Regions from separate parts of the Mus musculus genome. Here regions 2 and 3 are each linked to region 1. A link is a contact called in public ChIA-PET and Hi-C data. All regions are on one chromosome and are shown on one strand. The core of a region is the stretch at or near the end of the contact, and the rest is flanking DNA. Distances in the headings are between cores, read along the strand shown. Region 1 has its middle 66 kb from the start of Gm23267. Region 2 holds the start of Med30 (mediator complex subunit 30). Region 3 overlaps Gm41323 (a long non-coding RNA gene).

Evidence for each region. Hi-C and Micro-C count contacts between places; a contact is called where the count stands out from the background. ChIA-PET counts read pairs in DNA pulled down with a chosen protein or histone mark.
Region 2: a contact with region 1 is called in a Hi-C map of pre-pro-B cells, with 2.2 times the contacts expected there. The contact joins the promoter of Med30 here to the enhancer-like site in region 1. A contact is called at or near these places in 1 of 39 promoter capture datasets (pre-B cells), 4 of 484 Hi-C or Micro-C datasets (bone marrow-derived dendritic cells, conventional dendritic cells, conventional type 1 dendritic cells and 1 more) and 3 of 115 datasets of contacts at active chromatin or transcription factors (effector CD8 T cells, embryonic stem cells and memory CD8 T cells).
Region 3: a contact with region 1 is called in an RNA polymerase II ChIA-PET map of effector CD8 T cells, with 29 read pairs. The contact joins two enhancer-like sites. A contact is called at or near these places in 1 of 484 Hi-C or Micro-C datasets (pre-B cells) and 3 of 115 datasets of contacts at active chromatin or transcription factors (CD8 T cells, effector CD8 T cells and memory CD8 T cells).

What each region holds. Positions count from the first base shown.
Region 1 is chr15:52,563,999-52,567,788 of GRCm38.p6, forward strand. No RefSeq gene overlaps it. Among named protein-coding and RNA genes, the nearest start is that of Gm23267, 66 kb to the left of the region's middle. Within about 2 kb of position 1,718, at least 35 of the 459 cell types and tissues checked have an H3K27ac peak or open chromatin away from gene starts, as enhancers often do. A contact at or near this core is called in effector CD8 T cells, memory CD8 T cells and pre-pro-B cells, where this site is marked.
Region 2 is chr15:52,711,109-52,714,735 of GRCm38.p6, forward strand. It overlaps Med30 (mediator complex subunit 30), which reads left to right and starts at 1,337. Exons shown (of 4, transcript NM_027212.2): 1 at 1,337-1,578. The coding sequence starts at 1,402.
Region 3 is chr15:52,752,110-52,755,520 of GRCm38.p6, forward strand. The region is part of intron 3 of Gm41323 (a long non-coding RNA gene); the gene reads right to left. Among named protein-coding and RNA genes, the nearest start is that of Gm34794, 32 kb to the right of the region's middle. Within about 2 kb of position 1,377, at least 56 of the 459 cell types and tissues checked have an H3K27ac peak or open chromatin away from gene starts, as enhancers often do. A contact at or near this core is called in effector CD8 T cells and memory CD8 T cells, where this site is marked.

The sequences.
Region 1 (3,790 bases), core at 468-2,967:
CAGGTACACGGAAGGAAACATTCTATGAACTTCTCAATGGTTTCCACCCTGGGCAAAGCTTTGCATTTTATCACTAAGGGTAAAACAAAGAAGCATAAATTCTCTTTCTGGCTTTTGCTGTGTTTGTGTAGCATAGGGGTATATTAATTAAGAATTGCATTGGGTTGGCAGTAACACAGAGCAGAACTAAAAGTACTTATGCAAGTTATTTATTTTCTTGCATAACTTGGAAAGTAAGATTTTTATCAATCTTGGACTTGCATAATCATTCTATGAATGTTCCAAACCCAGTCTCCTGCTCTTTTCCTATCAGTATCCTTGAACATGTTTCTACCTTTAAAGTTACTTATTTGGCTTGATTAACAAAATTCTTTCCTAGAAACAGAAAGGGGTAATGGAGGGACAATTGGCTCAAAGGGTTATAGAGGCCACGAAGTCACAAATTCTGTATGTAGCAAGCCAAAAACAGCCAAAAGTAAGTATGAGTCTAAAGCCCACAGGACTTCAGACACAAAAAGAGCTGATGTCTTGGTTTGAGTCCAGAGGCACTCTGATAATCATAGGCCTGCTCAGAAAGGCAGAAGTAAGGAATTCGCTTTCACTCTAAAACATCATCTCCTTTGTTCTGTTCCTTCTAGGTTACTTGAGGGTAACCTACATGGGGGAAAGGATTCTGCTTTACTCAATCTACCAACATCAGCTTTCCTCTCATCCCAAAACACCTTTGCAGGTGTACTGGGAATAACATCTTGTCAATATCTGGATACCCCATGGTTCTGGCAAGTTTTAATACATTACACCAATCACTACATCAATCAAGTCAACTGGGGAGAGCAAAAGCCATCAGAAGCATATGCCAGGTGCAGGGAGAGGTTGCATTAAAGGGGCAGACTTGTCTGTGACTTCATGCCATTTTGAGACTTAGTCTACCTTCCTGTAACTTTCTTTTTTAGCACATCAAGATAAAGAACCAATTTCATGGCTACAGAGCACCAAATGAAAGCCACAATAAATAAGTTTTCCCAACCATGGATCATTGTCATCCAAATAAAACCAGTATGTCATTACTAATGAAAAGGAGCAACTTGATTTCAAAAGGCTACTAGCAATTTCTTCCCCAGGGTTAACTGCTGCTACAGTATGTACCACAAAATTTTCAACTCAGGATTCTCCAAACTAATAGACATGCAGCCATTCTAAGACAATTACATACTAAGCTGGCAGAAGATACTGAATAGAGAATAATATCACCCTTCAACATGGGCCAGAGACCAGGCACAAACTAATTTTAAAAACCCTCGAAATTTTAATGCTGCTTTAAAGATTTCAAAAGCTTCTTAATACAACTGAGCTCTCAGATTTCTCAATTCAATATTTAAACGTGAGAGGCCATGTTAGTGACGGAGAAGACACAAGTGCCACGTCACTACAGATTTCCCAGCATTCCACTGGCATTCCCTTGAAGTGCGAGATTGGCGCTGCTCATGAAATACCACATGCATGGCCCAGAAAACAGAATCGCAAAGTTTCTAAACACCAGAGCCCCCGAGTGTTGCACAGCATGTGTGTCCCACTTCCTCCTCCCTATGGCAGACTTGCTTGTTAATAAGCATGATTTTTATTCTTAACCTCACAGCAGGCCTTGTTTCACTGATTGCTAATTATTACCCCCTCTTTGTGGTGACACTCTCAACCCACAGCTCAGTTTCATATCCTAAAAAACCTGCGAAAATGAAACAACACCAGATTTTCTCACTGACATCACCCTGCTTCTGGTGACAGATCTGAAGCCTGTGCATGATAAATTTGGTGTTATAAAAAACTTTAGCTGGTGTTCAAACTGTCAGATATGCTGTGCAGGGCCCTGACGTGCTAGATGTTACTTCTTGTTTTGACTATTCTGGTTGATTTTTTTTCTCCTAAAATTTGTGAGATCTCAAATACATGGGTAATGCTGGAGGGATTTTCATCTTCTCTTGGGGTCAACAATTCCCACCTTCTTGGGCACTCCCTTTGTTGCTTTGTTTTATAAGATACTCTTTCTGGACCATCTGAAGATTTGGCAGAGATTTATTGTTTCAATTTCAGTTTTGTTTTTTTTTTAAGTTTCTTGAAAATACTGTATGGTCAAAGACACCTTTGGATATAGTAAGACCAGGATTGTGAATGATTGTTCTGCTATCAGAGAAAATAGAACCATCCCTTTATCATCTACATTGAAAAGCTTTTGAATTTGTAGATTATTGAAAGGGGCTCCAAATCCACTGCTAATTGTTTTTCCCAATGAAGAATTTGGAAAAGAAAATTGTTCCCTGATGGATAATTGATTAACATCATAGCAAAGCCTGGCTGGGCAGGCTCCTACCTACTTTTCACATTTTACAACCTTTTCTATGTGGGGGGGGGAGAAAAAATATGCATATATATTATTGTTATATATATTATTGTTAGGCTTTGAGAGATAGGTTGAGAGATGAATGTAATATCATGTGATACATGATAATAACACCTGTAATACCATGGCAATGTAGAGTAATCAAGAGATTTCTAAATTGCAACCAAGGACCCCTTAGCTAAGCAAAATATGTTATAGGACATCTGAGTGAGACTACTATTGTAGCGACTTTAACAGGAAAAGAGGGAAGAGAAGTGGGGAAGGGGTGATTGTGAATTTTGTTACCTTTCATTCTGCTACTAGAATTATGGGCAAATCAGTATTTATCAGATGAGGTTAAATGATCCCACAGTCTCTTCTAGTCCAAAATATATGTTTTAGTGATTCTTATAGTCTTCCATCTCTCTAGAGAAGAAGAAGAGGCTTTAAGATTTCAAATCTTATAATAATTTTCCATTAAGTATTTACTCCTTCACTTCCACACACTCTTCTCTAACACAATTAAAGATCATACAAAGGACTTGAGCTGTACTTAAGTACTACTCTCCATATACATGAACACAATCCTGTGATCTTGAGAAGGTATTGGCCATTACTAGTGGGCTTTACATAATGCTGATATATTCATATTTGTCCTAAATATCACATAGGTGGAGTTAAGAAAAGAAAGATCATCTGACAGTATGCTTTCCACTTACTGGCACCATTGGCAAGTCTGTTTACTAATTAGTCTCCAATAACCCTATGTTATGACCAGTGTTACAAACTTATAAAACTATTTTCTAGAGAAGAAGGAGTTCAAACCATAACAAAACAAAACACCATGAATGCCATTTCCCTACTGGTTGGGACCATTCAAAGTGCAGACAACTCCAAAGCATTTGCTTTGCTTTAATTATCTCACTAGTCCTTCCACTGATGAGCATTTCCTAAATCTCAGGTTAGAATTACCCTAAAACATGCTGGGATGAAGCGGTCACAATGAAGCCATCTGTGGACGCAGGTGGACATATCTTCACAAGCAGAAAAGCATACCGAGCACAGTAATGGAAATGTGCACATTTTGGTGTGGTTTTACACAAAAATTTCTGAGAGACCAGCTTGCATTAAGTCATGAGAAAATTTCCTGGACAAAAGCATACTGAGAAAGAATCTAAAGGTAAAATTAGCTATTGAAGATGCCCAAGTATACCAGGGACACTGTATTATCCCAGAAAGAGACAAAGTGAGAAGGTGAGAAGCTGCAGTGAGTAATGAGGTCAGATTCTTACTACATCTCATGCCTCATAAGCTAGGGTGGAGTCTACATGTCTGTGGTGGGTCATAGGGGGTGTCCTGGAATCTTACAGGATTGGTTGTTCCCAAGCCAGGAACAAATTATCTCAACATATTTGG
Region 2 (3,627 bases), core at 87-2,586, 150 kb after region 1:
AACTGCTTCTTTGAAATTTGATTTTTCTTCCCTCTCTTTGGATATGGCAGAAGCTCCACCATTTATTCAGGTCACAAGTAGGTGCTCTCTTTATTCCTTCTTCTCCAGATGCACCCATCTATAACAACATCAGGTTCTGTAGATTTTCGCTAACAAGTCGCCCACTGAGTCCTTCACTAATTCAGATCATCTGCATCAATAACTTCAAGAGGAGGGAAGCAGCACTCACCATTCACCAGCCTCTCTCCACTGAACAGCCAGTTAAATCTGTCCTGAAGATTTCACGTTTAGATCTGTCTCCTTGAAACACTTCTATGATGTGCTTTGTCGCTCAGTCAGAGTGTCCTTACATGGTTTTAGATCCTCCATTGTTTACCTGTCTTCTATCATATTTCCCAATACTCACCATAATAAAAGCATTCCCTCAAGTGTTGGTGATGGCTTCTGGGTCTCCAAAGCTACAATTTGGGTGTAATTAGTGCTCCATTTTCATCTATTTTTAAGACCCAGATTTACTCCCTTCATCTTGTACAAGGTCCACTAAAGAGCACCCTGACGTCAGGACCTTGGGCTCTCATCCTAACACAGTCATCACAGTAATTAATGTTTATTCTCTATGAGGGCAGCTTCTACTGAACTTTTTACTATGCTATTTCTATCCTGGGCACAGCATAGTTAGGAATAGTTAGCACAGTCAAGTTAGGAGTAACTGTAATATATTGCTATATTTACATTACCATTAATGTCTTACTGTGTCTAATTTACATATTAATATTTTGTAGACATGTATGGGAAATGCAGAGAAGTATCTGGGGCTGCAATTTCAGATGTACATTGGGGAGGGATTATTACTGGAGTTTCACAATCAGAAAGTAGTGCATGTCTACAGGTGTATTACTTAGAGGAACTTGGAAAATACTCAAACAGGGAACAAAAGCAATCCTGGTGGTGGGTTTCTTGTTACCCAGAAGCGTACAAGAACAGAAATCATGTTTTCTGACTTTGAACAGAAGATTGCCAGTGCAACAACTAGTTCAAGCCCTCTGAACCTGCATCCTATCTGTAATTAGACATGTCTCATAGGTTTGTTATGAGAAAGAATGCTCTGCAAGAACCCAACAGAAGCAGAGAACCAGCCAGACACACAACTTAGGGCACAGACAGAACTCTGGGAAAGCCCACCCCATCTATCACTGGTACCGCCCCCTGGGCAGAACTCTACTTCTGATTGGGTAATTTCCTGTCTGTCTTACCGTTCCCAACTGCGGAGCCCAATCGCGTCAGGCTCCGCGAGGCGCCAGTCTTCCGGTACAGCGCTTGCATCGCGGCGGGCGGAAGTGGCGCCGCTTTTTTGAAATCGGCCGAGTGGGCTCGCGCCGGACCCGAGCCGCCGGGGGTGCCATGTCCACCCCTCCGCTGGCGCCCACGGGCATGGCGTCCGGGCCCTTCGGCGGCCCGCAGGCTCAGCAGGCCGCGCGCGAGGTCAACACGGCCACGCTGTGCCGCATCGGGCAGGAGACCGTGCAGGACATCGTGTACCGCACCATGGAGATCTTCCAGCTGCTCAGGAACATGCAGGTGGGCGCCTGGGGTGACAGAGCTGGTGAAAGCGGGCCTCCGCGGGCGACCTCAGGGTGGCCGGGTCGCCTCTACACCCCAGGTCCTCAGCGTGTATCCCCTTGCCCTGAGAGGCCGCAGGTGTGGAGGTCCCACCTCCTCCTTACCCCATACCTGGAAGACCTCAGGCTGGCCATCCTGCTTTACACCCTTGGTTCCCAGTATGTGTCTGTCTCACGCCCTGGAAAACCCTCAGGCATGGACACACCCCCTTATACCCAAAGTCCCCACCGTGCATCTATCTCTTGCTCAGGGTTACGACGGGTGGACACCCCGTTATGCCAATGTCCCCAGCATGAGTCTGCCATCTGACATGAGCGATTCCAGACATGGTCACCCCTATTTTCCCCAGAACTGTTACCCAGCATGCGTCTCTCCCCCACCCCAGGCGACTCCTATACTAGCTATGCTCATTACCGCTAGAAGTGTCACAAGCATATCTGTCCCCCAACCCCATCGTGCTTTTCAAAGTTCAAATGGATCACGCTGTACTTGCTTTTTAAAATTACTTTAAAAATTTTAGAGCAAAATTTCTCCTGAAGGAGATGCCCCGAAGCTGAAGAATTCAGACAATAGTGTAACCCCTTTCTAGACTTAACTAGACTACAGTAAGCTGTGCAAATGTAAAGTTATGGCATATGTTTAGGAATATACTTGTGACCTTATCATAGTTGCAAGAGTGAAAACAAGTGTTATCCAAGAAGTTTCCTTGCATCCCGTGGCATGTTTGCCTCCATCCCCAGGGAGCCAGTGTTAGTGTTTTTCCAGTTGTATGTGATAAGAATCACATAGCATGTGAGCTCTATTGGTCCAGGTTCTTTCAGCATATACTTATGTTATTTTTTTCTCTTGCTAATTTGTTGAGTGACTACGTGGCAGCCTTTGCATTCGTTCATCTGTATGAACGAATTTGTAAATAATGACAAAAATTTTTTAATGGATTTTTTTGTATGGGAATGTGTTTCAGTTGATTTCAGAGTGGAATAGCTGAATTATGTATGTATGTGTGTGTGTGTGTGTGTGTGTAATTTTTTTAATGTGTCTGATCTATTTGAATCTCCATCTCTGAGGGTCCTTGTTTACCTCTGCTTTATCGTCATTTGTTACTGTTGTCTCTCTTTACTTTCCCAGGTACTTAAGTCGGCCACTCATTTCTTTTCTTCTTGAGGAGCAGAGGGTTTATCATTTTGAGGGCATCCTACTTGTTGATTTGTTCATCCATAGTTCTTGCTTTTGGTATCAAACTTAAAATTTAAAAAGCAATGGATGTTTCCTGTGGAAGTTTTGCTCTTTGAATCTCTCCTTGTGTTTATCTCCTGGCTAGATTCTGAAGGGATGATATGGGCAATCCGTTTGGGTCTAAGTTCATCTTTTGGCTCCAGATTGTGACAGTACCATTTGTTAGTCGTTCTTAGAGCTTGCTTATCCTCACATTACAAGATGCAGAAAGCATCTTTGTTCTACTCCTGAGGAGCCTGTGGGTCAGCGAAGTAAACTGACTGCCCCAAAGCTACTCAGCATAGTATAATTGATGCCATATCTGGAGCCTGTTAACATCTTTTACTTCTATGGGTGCCTGTCTTAGTCAGGGTTTCTATTCCTGCACAAACATCATGACCAAGAAGCAAGTTGGGGAGGAAAGGGTTTATTCAGCTTACACTTCCATGCTGCTGTTCATCACCAAAGGAAGTCAGGACTGGAACTCAAGCAGGTCAGGAAGCAGGAGCTGATGTAGAGGCCACGGAGGGATGTTACTTACTGGCTTGCCTCACCTGGCTTGCTCAGCCTGCTCTCTTATAGAACCAAGACTACCAGCCCAGAGATGGTCCCACCCACAAGGGGCCTTTCCCCCTTGATCACTAATTGAGAAAATGCCTTACAGTTGGATCTCATGGAGGCATTTCCTCAACCGAAGATCCTTTCTCTGTGATAACTCCAGCTGTATCAAGTTGACACAAAACTAGCCAGTACAGTGCCCTAAAGAGTATTTTATGGCTTTTGTTTGCCTTA
Region 3 (3,411 bases), core at 127-2,626, 190 kb after region 1:
ATCCTTTCCTGGTTAGCAGAAAAACATGAAACATCTGAAGAAGCAGGATAGTAGTTGGGTTCCAGGACCTGAGAACATGAACTCAGGTTTGACCCTGTCAACAAGGTAGAACTTGTTTCTGAGATGGCTGGACTCAGAAAACTGTCTCCAAACAGTAACTAATAAGCCAAATGGGTGGAGAGCATCATACAGGTGAACTGGTATGATAGAGCATAAAGATCAAATCATTAATTACTCCTCACATTCCTGCGTGGTATTATCCTCAATTATTAGATGAGAAAGTTTAGGGTCAAACAGGCTAAGTAACTTGTATATCAATAAGGTATAAGGCTACCTATAAGATATAAGGGTACCTAACTGTAGGGGATAAAATCACTTAAGGATTCTAGAATTCTAGGTCACAGGGTTAGGTTAAGAGCTCGCCAATAATATTTATATCAAGGACCTTAGCTCTACTCATTCTCCCGCTTATGTCTCCATAGTGTGCTGGCTCTTTGTCTATAGGCTTCTAGTCTCACACACCATGAGGGCTGTAGCAGCCCCAACTATCATTTGTTTATCCATTAGAACTAAAGGGAAGGAAAAAGAGAGTAGAATTTTCTTTTGCTGCAGTTTCTCTTTTTATTAAGAAAGGAATTTTTATCCAAGTCCACCAAAGAAACAAACTATTTGACAGACACAAACCACACCAAAAGCCATGGGAGTGTGGCTGCATGGATGTCTCAGCATTGCTGTTGGAGATTGTCCTGCCAAGAAGGAAGAAGGAATGGAGCAAGTGATGGAAAAAGAAACCAACAACAAACCAGTCAGATCAATGACAGTGAGGTCCAGCTCATGCGCCAGACTTAGCGATTGACAGGGCTGAGTCTTGTATCTTAAAGGAGGTGATTTTAGCTCAAAACCAATGGGGTAGCTATTCTTGTGGTAGTTGTAACCAACAGTTTTTAACTTCAGTACTTTGTTCTTAGAGGAGCTGAGGAGTCACTCTGTGGGTCAAGGGCTGCCTGGAAAGAATGGCTGTGTGTCTGGGAACTGACTCTCTCATCTGGAGTAAAACAGATTTCCCAGTGAGATTTTCTGCCCCACAGTCTAAGTCACCCACTGTCCTTGTTAGGGTTTCCATTGCTGTGAAGAGACACTGTGAGCAAGGAAACGTTCCTAAAGAACAACATTTAATTGGGGCTGGCTTACAGTTGCAGAGGTTCAGTCCATTATCATCATGGTGGGAAGCATGGCAACATCCAGGCAGACATGGTGCTGGAGAAGGAGCTGAGAGTTCTACATCTTGATCTGAAGGCAGGCAGGAGGACACCCTCTTCTACACTGTGTGGAACTTGAGCACAGGAGGAAACCTCAAAGCCCACCTCTACATTGGCACACTTCCTCCAACAAGGCCACACCTCCTCCAACAAGGCCACACTCCTAATACTGCTACTTCCATGACCCAAGCATATTCAAACCATCACAGCCACATAATCTGCAAGTTGACTGCTTGTTTGTTTGTTTGATTGATTGATTGACTGTTTTGTGTTTTGTTCCTGCTTCTAGGCCAAAAAGACCTTCCCTAGCCCACCAGGACTTTCATCACCCAATAGCAGAACATTATTGAGTTGTTCAGATAGATAGAAGGACAGTCTTCTGCTGTCTGACGCTGCCTCCACCTCCTCTCATGCTTGTTGGGTGCAGCTGCATGGTGGTTTATACTGTTAAATTCTGTGGCTTTGACAGCAGATCAAAAAAAAAATGGTAATAGGTCGGCTTATTTTGAGTGCAGTCAGAGGTTATGAGAGGGCAGCCCACAGACCAACACCCTTATCCCCACAGGAAGTACATTAGCAGCGTTGACTCTCAGGCCATACCCTAGAGTGTGCTGAAGAAGAAGATTGCATTTTAACAAGATCTATAAGACTTCCATCTGCAAACTTATCTCATTTACATAAGACAGTTTTCTATCTAATCTCTGGCCCAGCCTAACTATTTAGACCACTATCTGTTTTGTTTGTTTGTTTGTTTGGTTGGTTGGTTTGGGTTGGTTTGGGTTGGTTTGGGTTGGTTTGGTTTTTAGAGGTTTCTCTGTAGTCTTGGAATTGACTATGTAAACCAGGCTGGCCTTGAACTTACAAAAATCTACCTGATTCTGCCTTCCAAGTGCTAGGATTAAAGACTTGTGTCCCCACAGCCTGGCTAAACATGTATTTTAGATTTTTGGGGGGGTGGGGGGGTCATAGATCACTATCCTTAAATTTAGTATAAACTTCCAGTTGGCATATACTTGTTATATATTCCATTATATAGAATTCCTTTATATGCAGTGCTGCCGTAGCCCTGTATTTACACTTCTTTCTAGGCCTGGTTTGTGAGGGCTCCCCTGTGGTGAGCTCTATCAGCTGGCACAGCCTCTCAGGAGCTGATTCTTTATGGTCTTCCTAGATCTTCTTTCAGAGATGCCCCTTAGCAGCATGTGTCAGGCACTGTGGGAAAGCTAACAACATCTCGATAGGAAAATGCTATAGATCAGTGTTGTGTTCCCAGAGAACTAGCATACACAGGTAACCTGTGTAAGTCAGGCATGCTGGATCTTGGCACAGTAACTTTACATAAGTATGCGAAGGCACTGGCATTTTCAATGTACTAATTCTTCATGCAATGGACTGGTTGTTCCTGTTTATTCTCTCCTTGGTCAAAATGCACAGATGATACCACCCGGAAATCTCACTGAAATACTGTATCTACAATGTAATGTTACAAAGAGTAATTGAGCTATCTATTAAAATGTTCTTTTAGGGCTGAGGTTTACCTCCAACGTGATGAAATTTTTCTAGCCTGCCTAAAGCTCTGGGTTTAATCTCCAGAAACTCTTCGCTCTCCCCCCCTCTCCCTCTCCCTCTTGGTCTATCGCTATCACTCTTTCTTGCCTTCTCTCCCTCTTATAAAATGACACCTAGAATTTGTTGTTGTTGTTGTTGTTGTTTTAGGAGTCCTTATTTTAAAACTATTTCCCTGTTACTGTGCAGTTGGTTTTTTAGGATCTCCTCAAACACAGCTGCTGCACTGACTCAGCAGGTAAAGGTCTGCATTGAAAGACTCCTGACTTGTGGTCAGTCCCTTAGACCCATGTGGTAAAAGGACAGGATTAAATCAACCCCTGCAAGCTACTCCTCTGCGTTCTCTCTCTCTCTCTCTCTCTCTCTCTCTCTCTCTCTCTCTCTCTCTCTCTCCCTCCCTCCCTCCCTCCCTCTCTCCCTCCCTCTCCCTCTCACGCACATGCACAGACACATGTGTGCACACGAACTAGGACATGAAACCGTGAGCATAGCATCCCAGCTTTTATCTCAGTTGTATATCATCATTATTAGGAAGCTGAACAGTCAATAGCAGAACATAGTTATGTGGCCCAATTTCCAAATCCTT